3 separate regions of the Rattus norvegicus genome follow, and regions 1 and 2 are each linked to region 3. The links are chromatin contacts, called in public Hi-C maps. All regions are on one chromosome and are shown on one strand. The core of a region is the stretch at or near the end of the contact, and the rest is flanking DNA. Distances in the headings are between cores, read along the strand shown. Region 1 has its middle 58 kb from the start of Spmip3. Region 2 has its middle 120 kb from the start of Spmip3. Region 3 holds the start of Zbtb18 (zinc finger and BTB domain containing 18).

Region 1 (3,196 bases), core at 212-2,711, 240 kb before region 3:
TTTGCGGGGCACCCCCCCCCTTCCTGTTAGTCCTCTAGACAGTGTGGAGGGAGGTCCAGGAAGCCCAGCTTAGAGGGAAGATGGCTAGAAGTCTGAGCCATCTGTCCTTACCATTCACCCAAGGATCTGAGGTCCTTTTGGCTGGCGTGCTACTCTCTCCGGGTGAAACTATTGATCTTGCTGTCAGTGGCACCCTAAGCTCACCTCATACACTAGGGAGATGAGTGGTGAATTCAGTAAGTAGAGGACACCGAAAAGGTCATCTGTGAGTGGGAAGCTGCTCTGTGCTCCCGGGAGAGCTTGAACGCTGTCCGTAGGCGGAACAGTAGCTAGCTGGCCCACTGACCCTAGCAGAACTGAAATTTAGCAGAAATGCGCATTTCCAGCTTTGACAACAGGAGCTCTTGGCTTCCTCCACACCACAAGCCGCACAGCAGCAATAGCCAGACCCATCTTGTATTCCATGAGTCACCCTGCATCACCCTTGTGGGACACAGACACCCAGGAGCTTCTGGAGCTGCTGTGTTGGACTCCCTGCTTTTTCCAGAAGATGAGGTACAAGCAGAGGGGTGGCATAGTGGTAGGGTTCATGTTCAGCACTTGGAACATGTTTAGCATTTACAAGACAAAGGTTTGATCTCCGACATCCCAGTCACACCAAGACCCTCCTCCTAGCACCGTGAACAGGAGACACAGTTAGATTCTCAAGCCCCACTCGGATCAGGCGCCATGTAGTCCTGTGATTTAACTGATTTAACTCCTCGAGACGCCTCTTCATTCCTCACGGTTCACTTGCTGGCCCTAAGCAGACAGACCAAAGAAAATGGCTGTACTTACATCATGAGAAACACAAGGGAGAGAGTTTGGCAGTAGGTATATTTAGGAAGGCATATGACTGTGTGGATTCGTTCTTTTTATCTATTCTGAGGCCAGGGTTTATGCTATATCGGGGTTAGGCATCAAAACAGGTTTAGAGTTTTTGAGGTTTAACCAAGTGTGCGTATAGAATCTACTTCTCTAGGAATCCTTAGTGTCCTCATGCGTACTGTTTTGTCTTTGGTATCGAAACTGAACCCAGGGCCTTCTGCATGCCAAGCATGGGCTCTAGCGCTAAGCTACCCTCAATTGCCAATAGTCGTTTTATTGGCTTTATCTTATATAAGCCTCAGAAAAGTGTAGTAATATTTACCATCAAGTCCATTTTATAGATGAGAAGCCAGTCATTAAAATGACGCTTTCTGTTCAGGTGAGAGAGACAAATAATTATTTGGTACTTAAATATGGTCCCGTGTGTGGTTTTCCCAAAAAAGTAGTTTATGACTTCCCGAGATGTCTTAAATAAAACACTGTGGAAAATGTTTTTGAAGACCCTTTCAAACATTTTCTGTAACCCCCACCCCCCTATCTTGTGAGGCTCTGGTTTGTCTAGACTTGTATATCCCCAGTGTGGCCACAAGATGTCAGGTTAATCTCGGTCTTTGAGAAACTGGCTTCATTGGAGCACCAGTAGAGAGGTGAAGGTCCTCTTTTGCTGAAGAAGACAAATGAATAAACAATAAAAAGTAAAACTAAGGGATAAAGAGAAAACAGAACGAAAGCCCTTAGGTGACTACGTAGCTTAAATAGAAGCGTGCATTATGTTCCTCTCCTTTTGGTTTGAATCAAGCAATTGGGAGTTCAGATAAGCCTGTGTGTCATTTCTGTTTGCTCTCGGAGGCAGGAGGTCAGGACTTGGGCCAGCCCCTTAGCGAACATTATTCATCTGTCCAGCCCCGGCTCTGGAACAAATGTGAAGAAATGAAGTCGCTTCAGTGAGGGGAGACAGTGTTGTTATTGTTGCTGGTGACGGTTCTATTTGCCAACAGGCATAAAAACATACTTTGGAACCCAAACAGGCTTGTCAGAGGGAACTTTTGTTCCATGTTTGGGCTGGGCCGCTTCCAGGGCAAAATCAGGCTGGCATTTGAACTTCAGGAGGCCAGGAGAGAGCTGTGCACAGCAGCCACTGACCGGAAAGGCCGGCCATCAGCTGCAGTTTTCATCTGGGTGTTATTTGACCGCAGTCCATGCAGCTTGGGCTGCCAACTGGGGTCACTTCTCTGAAAGTGTACTAAGGGGAGGGGGGGGGAGCAGGGCTCTGCGGTCCAGCATGGAGGACTCGGCCACAAGAGGGGCTAAGCAAGCTTAGGAGCGTGAGCTTTTGGAAAGCTGGCCCTCACTTTAGGGCTTTGGAGAGAGAAAGTGGTCCCGGTTCTGCAGGATTTATCTGCATTCGCCTCTTGATTACCCCAAGATCTCTGGCAATGCTGACAGGATCCCTTTGCTACGTGGATTAACCACCTTGGGGACAAAGCCATCCTTGCTGTGTGTGGTGAGAGTTCAGGGGTAGAGAAACTCGTGGTAATGCTAGTCTCAAGAAGCATCAATTCAGAAAGACTCTTTGCTTTTCTCTGCTACTGTTACATAATTCAAGCCGCCAGTCCCATTCGCAGCTGTCCTGCGGCCTCCTCCCTCTGCAGATGGGAGAAGCTCGCTGGAGGGACCGGCTTACACTAATCTATCTATTTGGAAGGCGAGGCGGTGATAAATTACGACCATGGCGAATAGCATTAAGATGCGGTAGAGCCAACAGTCCCTTGACTGTGAACTCCCAGCTCCCCCCCCCCCCCCACAACTCGGCAGAACTACCCAGGACCTCACTGGACATTTTATTTCACCTTGAGCTCCTGAGCTTAGAGAGGCTCTTATTCCAGAGCCCAAAAAGGCCCCCCTCCACCCCCCCCCCGTCTGAAGTGGCAAGCTCCCCACAGGAGCCTGAGAGTTTCAGTAAATGGATGAGCCTCTTATTTTGTAAATAAAGTAACAGCTCGAGGAAATGAAGTGATTGCCCCAATTATACACCTAATTGGTGGCAGATTAGGGACAGGAGCACAGCCCATCACTGCTGTTTCCTATCCCACTTGTGCCATCTTGAATTTAAAAATACCTGTAGCTTTATTTTAACATCCTAAGTTAATCGACTTACTGCTGGGCTGGGGCTGGAACTCAAATAGGCAGATGCTCTACCACGGAGCTGCACCCCAAGTCTGATTCACTTACTTAAAAAGCCCCTTATGCTAGCCTCCAGTTTCCTTTCCATAGTCAGGCCAGAGGCTACCCAGAGCTGTCTCTGTTTCCAACCTCCAGATTCTTTCTC
Region 2 (3,055 bases), core at 438-2,937, 190 kb before region 3:
GGTGATGGTGGTGATGGTGCAGGAAGTAGTGATGGTGGTGGTGCAGGAGGAGGTGGTGGTGGTGGTGGTGGTACTTTCTACCACCACTACTTTCTAACTTTTGGTCCCTTTACTCTGGTCATGCTGCTTCTGGACCTGCTGTGTGGATGGGAAGCAGAGAGGGGTGGAGATCATGTTGGAAGCCATGGACGGTAGCCGCTTCTAACCGCTTGGTTGGATGTCTCCACTGCCTTTTCATTCAGCTCCTCAGGCTGCCACCTCCCTCCTGAAAGCCTGTAATGTTACTCCCCTGGGCAGCTGGAGGAAGGCCTGGAAAAGCAAACTCCTGTTCTGGTGGTGGCATTCCTGGGCTCATGACCAGCAGCAGTCTGTAGCAGTCAGGGCGCCTCCTCCCTCACCTCCACACCTGACCCTTCCTCTAACTGGGAGGACACAGGCCTGACTTATTGATTTTGATCCTGGAAGCACTTAACTAATTTCTGATGGATTCTCCCCTGAAAGAAACCTTGGCAGCTGTGGTAGCCTCTGCGTTCTGTTTTTAGAAATAGCAAAGGGGATATGAAAGGAAAGCTCTTCTGAGATAAGGGCTCACCTGATAAAGCTCAGCCTCTCCTCTGTCCCCTGCTGCAGGGGATGGGCAGGGGGCAGCCACTGCCTTACAGGCTTAGGTGAGAGCCCTGAATCCCTGATGCCCAGAGCCTCCTCGGTACTGCTCCCTCTGCCTAACTGCCCAGACTTTCTACACCACACAGGCATACACACACACACACACACACACACACACACACACACACACACACACACACACTCAGAGTAAGCAAGCTAGAGAGAGACAAAGAGAAAGGCGGCCACACGTATACATAGACCAATCTTTATATTATATATATATACCTATATGTATATGTATATATATATGTTTTTCTCATGTGCATATAAGCACATGTAAGAATATACAAATACTGGTGTACAAAACACAGATTAACTCGCTATATATATAAAATATACTTTCAAACACATCAAATTATGTTCACGTATAATTTATACATGCATATCTAGGCATATGTACACATGCATACATTCACATGTGTGTATGCATGTGTATATATAGGTGTATATGTGTACATTTTTAATCTTGTTTCCAGTGATTGGTGTGGACTTTTGCTGTGGACTGTGCTTAGCTCCTCATTTATGGAAACTCGTGAAGTAGGGACCACTCGACAGAGGAAGAACTTGAAGCTAGGAGACACCAGCTAGCTGCCCTTGTAACAAAGCTAGGAAACGGAACCCAGTAGTACCTCTCCTTATGGACTCTGCTGTAGTCTGCTATTGGCTAGTCTTTCCCAGAAGCCCTCGGTCTGCCAGACCACCAACATACCCTGGCTTGGGTTCCTTTTGAGATAAGACAATGTGGCTACACTCTTGTTCTTTCCCCAGGCTTGGCCCATTTCCCCCCTTCATAATTTCTAATGTTATCAAGACAGACAGCACAGTTCCTGGTTGCATGGGGCTTCATTTGCCTTATTACATAGATGGCACATAGTCCTTAAGAATCCATCAAGTTCAATCTAGTGCAGGCCGAGACCGTGTCTGAGGAAGGGCCAGGGTTCATCCGCAGTTCATGTGGTAGAAGTGAGTGAGTCACTCCTTAGTGGCACAGCCAGGGCTGCATCACCCTGCAGCTTCCTTCCTTAAATGGACAGAGATTCCTTCCAACTGCTGCGTGAATAACAAAGGCCTTAATGTCCCACTGGCCAGTGGAGAGCAGGCCAGCGAGCAGAGGGCCTGCAGCAGCTGTTTTTTTCCAGCCTGCTGAAGGCTGCAATCTTAACCCTGCTCAGCTGTCATGGTGAGACCTCGTGGGGTCCAGCTGAGAGGGCAGAGATGGCGCAGGGCCATGGGTTCCACCCCTGGAGAAAGTGCTATCAGAATCTGTCCCACGGGCAGGAGTACTCCAGTGTGCTTCTCAGCCAGCTCCCAGTCCAGAGAAGCATTGCTCTGAAGGAAGAGGGGACAGTTTCATTCTGGGGCCTGACAGTGTTGAAGAGTCCAAAGGAAGACAAACCTTATCTTTAACCTGATGCCATTAGTCTTCTCCACTCTCCACCTTCTTGTTCCTCTCTTTTCATTCTTGGCTCTCTAGTCCACCTTTCTGAACCCGTCTAAATATTAGGTAGGTAGAATGGCTAAATGGTCATTATGTGATGCCCTCCTTTGTTAATCAGAGATGCAAAAGGTTACATATGATCAAAGGTCACCACTCTAGAAACTTCTAGTACTTTCCTGCATGAAATGCCAGTCTATTAGGAAAAAAAAAAGTACTGTAAGATTTCACATGAATTATGATCACTCGGGAAAACACATTATTTCCCTCATGAACAGAGTAATGAATCAACAACGCAGCCAAAAGAACCCTGAACATGAATGAGGTTGGGACCAGAACAGCAGAGAGGTTAAGAATGCCAGTTATGGAAGCAGGCTACAGGTTTTCTGTTTACTGCTTCCATAGGGCACCCCAGGTAAGTCCCATCCTCAGCTTTCTCTTTGGAGAAACAGGAAACCTTCTCTGGGCCAGAGTTGAAACTAATGAGGTCACACGGAACGGCCCACCGCTAGCAAGAGCTTAGAAAATGAAAACTCCATTTTCCCCCTTGCTTTTTCTTCTCCCCATCCCCACCCCTTAAGAAATCCATATTTTACACTTAGGGTACAAACATCATCCAGATAGATTTTGGCAGATCGTTGAAGGCACAAGCTGGCTACCCAAAAGAATTCGCTCGGTCCCAAGACCTCTCTGTGTTACAGGGCCGATTGTGTGACGGCTGACGGCGCCTCTGGTTTCCAGCCAGCCTGCGGAGGCATGAAGGCCTCTCTCATGCTTATGAATGACTGGGGCTGGGGCGCTCCTTTGATGGGCTTCTTTGTAGATATGCAAGGGAATGGGGTCAGTGTCCCTTCCCTACAAACACTGTGCCCACACGGCCGCCCCATAGAGAGCCTGCTTTGTTGCTGCTGCTGGTGTTTTAGCTAAACTTTCTTTAAACTGACCACCTTTCTC
Region 3 (3,009 bases), core at 28-2,527:
ATCTATCTCAGCAAGTGCATCTGATGGAGAGCAAGCCAGTTAATACCCAGAGACGGCTTCTCTCCTCCACACTATGCTGAGACACAGCGAAACTCTCATCCTGACCCGCACCTTCGGAAAGACACCACCAACAGAATAAACCAAGACTTACAATACAATCAGTTTAAGTGCCCCACAGCTAACATCAATCCTAATCCTTGAGAGGGCTAAAAATAAAGATTGGAGGGCAGCTCACAAGGTAGCCGTGATCAAATTAGGAGGCTGAGAGGACAGAGAGGGACGGAGAAGGAAGCTTATAAACATCTGATCCAGCTGACTGTAGCCATATGGCAGCTGCTGCCCAGATAAAGAGATTAAGAATAGAGGGGTGCGATTACAGCTGTCTGGCCAATTCAGGCAGCTCACATCTACAAGTTCTAAATTAGTCACTAACACAAAAACTCCTGCAAATAATTATTGTTAGGTTGAAATAAAAGATCTCTTAAATATAGATTTGAAAGAGAAATGAGGAAACTGGTCAAACTATTCTCCTAGGAACAAAAGTTCTCTTTCTTTCTTCCTTCTTAAAAAACAAAACAAAAAAAACAAAAAAAAAAACAAAACAACAACAAAAAAACCCAACTACAAAAACCCTCCGGTTTCAAAAGCACTACAGCTGTATGCTGCTTCCAGTCATGCTTGCCGAGTGTTTTGAAGAATAAGGTTTCACAGTGGAATTAATTACACAACCTAGCTTCTTAACCAGAATAATCTTTTCGTGTAAGTTTGAAAGCTGGATTCCAGACAGTTTACTATTTCTGCCCCCCTCAAGCAAAAGGAATCCAAACAGCAGTGAACAAAAGACATCTTAATCCACAGTGATCTCCAAAAGCCATATTCCAAAGCCTTCTTACCATCTGAAAACTTGAAATATTTCTGTGTATTAAAAGTTATTTACTCGCCCAAACAGAAGAAATAACCAAGCAAGCCCAAGACTCCAACTCCAGTAAGACCATCACTTGAGGCTCAATTTCACATTATTCATAAAGTAGATTAGAAAAGTAATGTGATTTTAAAAAAATTAGATAAAACACCCAAACACAAAGATGCTCGACCTAATCTCCTGCTACTCCTACCTTTAGGACACATAAACTTGATTAAGTCCTTCCCTCGGAGTCTTGCTGGCTGCAGGTCTGTTACATCGGTGGAAAAAAAGCAGACTAAGAGAGACAGATGCAAAGTGGAGATGATGTTGGAGAGGAACGAGATACCTTCCCCACCACAGATCCGCACACACTAACTCCCTGTCTGTGTGTTAGAATAAAAGGCTGAGGGATGGCAGGCTGTCAGCTGCTCTGACATCATGTTCAGATGGAAATGCTACCTCCAGCTGTGCTCCTTTAATGCCATATGCTACTCCTCTACACTCCTGCCACCAGCTTTTTCTTAGGAGAACTTTTCTCTTCTGTTAGTATAAACAAAATACTTCAAAGTCTTCCTTTTTCCCCCCAAACTTTCTAACAGAAGAAATTGAAAAATTCAGCATATGGAGTCCTACTGTATTTATGGAATCGCAACACTTCTGCCTCAAGTTGGTGGACTGGCTTACATATGACAGCACACTCGAGCTCGGTGCTATTCAGGAAACCCACATTCACTTTTATTCAACTCCAACGTCTAGTTTCAAAGGCAGCTTAGGGATATTTTTAAACCAACCCATTTGACATCTCTAGTCCCATTTCAACATTATTACAGCATGTTTTTCCCCCCTTCCCCTGCGGAGATAATGGCAGACATCTCCGAAATGTTGGCAGTCTTATTAAGAACTATTACTTCAGCGTGGTTCGCCTTATTGTTTCTTTCTTACCTAAGCAACTTATCTGCAACTACCTCCCAGGAAAACAGTTCACACCGCCGCCGTTAGTGCAAATTTCCACTCTCAGCATTAACAAACTGAAACTGCACTTCTGAAATCCTGGAAAGTATTTCAGTTCAATGAGGCAAATGAATAAACTGACGAAACCTGCTACAGTCACTTAGAATGGCTGTTTGACCACACATTCGTCTTCCTGCTCAGAAAAGTCGTCACTTTTGTCTTGTCCTTGGACTCTATCACTTTGGGGGGAAGGGGGTTGTGATCACCAGAAGGGGTGGGAAGCCAAGTGTAGACTTTGGGAACTTTTTTTGGCTACAGTTTGTGGATCTTTTCTAATGGCTGATGAAATGTTAATGTAACCGGGGCTGGGTCGCTGGGTGCCCTGTAAGGTGCTGCGACATCTATGAATATCAGACACATCTCCACGGACTCTTGGGAGGTTGAGGAGTAGAAAAAAGAAGTTGGGGCCTGAGGCACAAGCGTCCCAACCCAGGCGACAACCACTTAGGCTCGCCTTAGAAAACAGAGGCAGGGAGCTAGAGAACAAAACCCCAACTGTGTCCTGCTCTTGCTCACGAGTCACAAACCTAACTTTCTGTAACTTCGCGGTGAATGACATAATTCTGAACTCGTTCGGGAGGCACTCTGTGCAGATAGATATATTACTTCCCTGCCACACACACACCCTCCTTTCCACAGATGCCCTCGCCCTATTCCACTATATCCGACATTAATCACCCCGTTTACCCAGTGGGGTGGTGGTGGGGGTGAGTGACAGTTTAAAGAGTCCCAAGCACCGCAATGGCCCGAAGACATCCACTCCACGGATCAACCCGTCCACTGCTACCGCAGACCCTCGGAGGTTCTGGGTTTGTTTTTCAGAGGTGGGGGCAGGGTGCCCCGGGTGTGTGTGTGAGGTTCCGGGGTGGGAGAAGAGATGCAAATCTTCACGCAGTTCGCGGTGCATAAAGCACTCAGGGAAAGAGGAAGGGTGAAACCACGGGGAAGGAGGTGCAGGGCAGAGAGCCGGTGCAGCAGGAAAGCACCTTCCACAACGGCCGAGAAAACAGACCCGGGTCGCGGCAACAACAAAAGAAAAGTCGCAAGAAGCGGCGCGGCGACCGCTCCCCCGCCGCCGCCGCGCGCCAGCCCCC

Evidence for each region. Hi-C and Micro-C count contacts between places; a contact is called where the count stands out from the background.
Region 1: a Hi-C map of Schwann cells shows a contact between it and region 3, with 8 times the contacts expected there. The contact joins the enhancer-like site here to the promoter of Zbtb18 in region 3. A contact is called at or near these places in 6 of 12 Hi-C or Micro-C datasets (the Rat2 cell line, Schwann cells, frontal cortex and 3 more) and 1 of 1 datasets of contacts at active chromatin or transcription factors (oligodendrocytes).
Region 2: a Hi-C map of Schwann cells shows a contact between it and region 3, with 6 times the contacts expected there. The contact joins the enhancer-like site here to the promoter of Zbtb18 in region 3. A contact is called at or near these places in 1 of 12 Hi-C or Micro-C datasets (Schwann cells) and 1 of 1 datasets of contacts at active chromatin or transcription factors (oligodendrocytes).

The regions. Positions count from the first base shown.
Region 1 is chr13:92,215,251-92,218,446 of GRCr8, reverse strand. No RefSeq gene overlaps it. Among named protein-coding and RNA genes, the nearest start is that of Spmip3, 58 kb to the left of the region's middle. Within about 2 kb of position 1,461, at least 31 of the 93 cell types and tissues checked have an H3K27ac peak or open chromatin away from gene starts, as enhancers often do. A contact at or near this core is called in Schwann cells, where this site is marked.
Region 2 is chr13:92,157,898-92,160,952 of GRCr8, reverse strand. No RefSeq gene overlaps it. Among named protein-coding and RNA genes, the nearest start is that of Spmip3, 120 kb to the left of the region's middle. Within about 2 kb of position 1,687, at least 28 of the 93 cell types and tissues checked have an H3K27ac peak or open chromatin away from gene starts, as enhancers often do. A contact at or near this core is called in Schwann cells, where this site is marked.
Region 3 is chr13:91,972,201-91,975,209 of GRCr8, reverse strand. It overlaps Zbtb18 (zinc finger and BTB domain containing 18), which reads right to left and starts at 1,277. Exons shown (of 2, transcript NM_001401285.1): 1 at 1,116-1,277. The coding sequence starts at 1,128.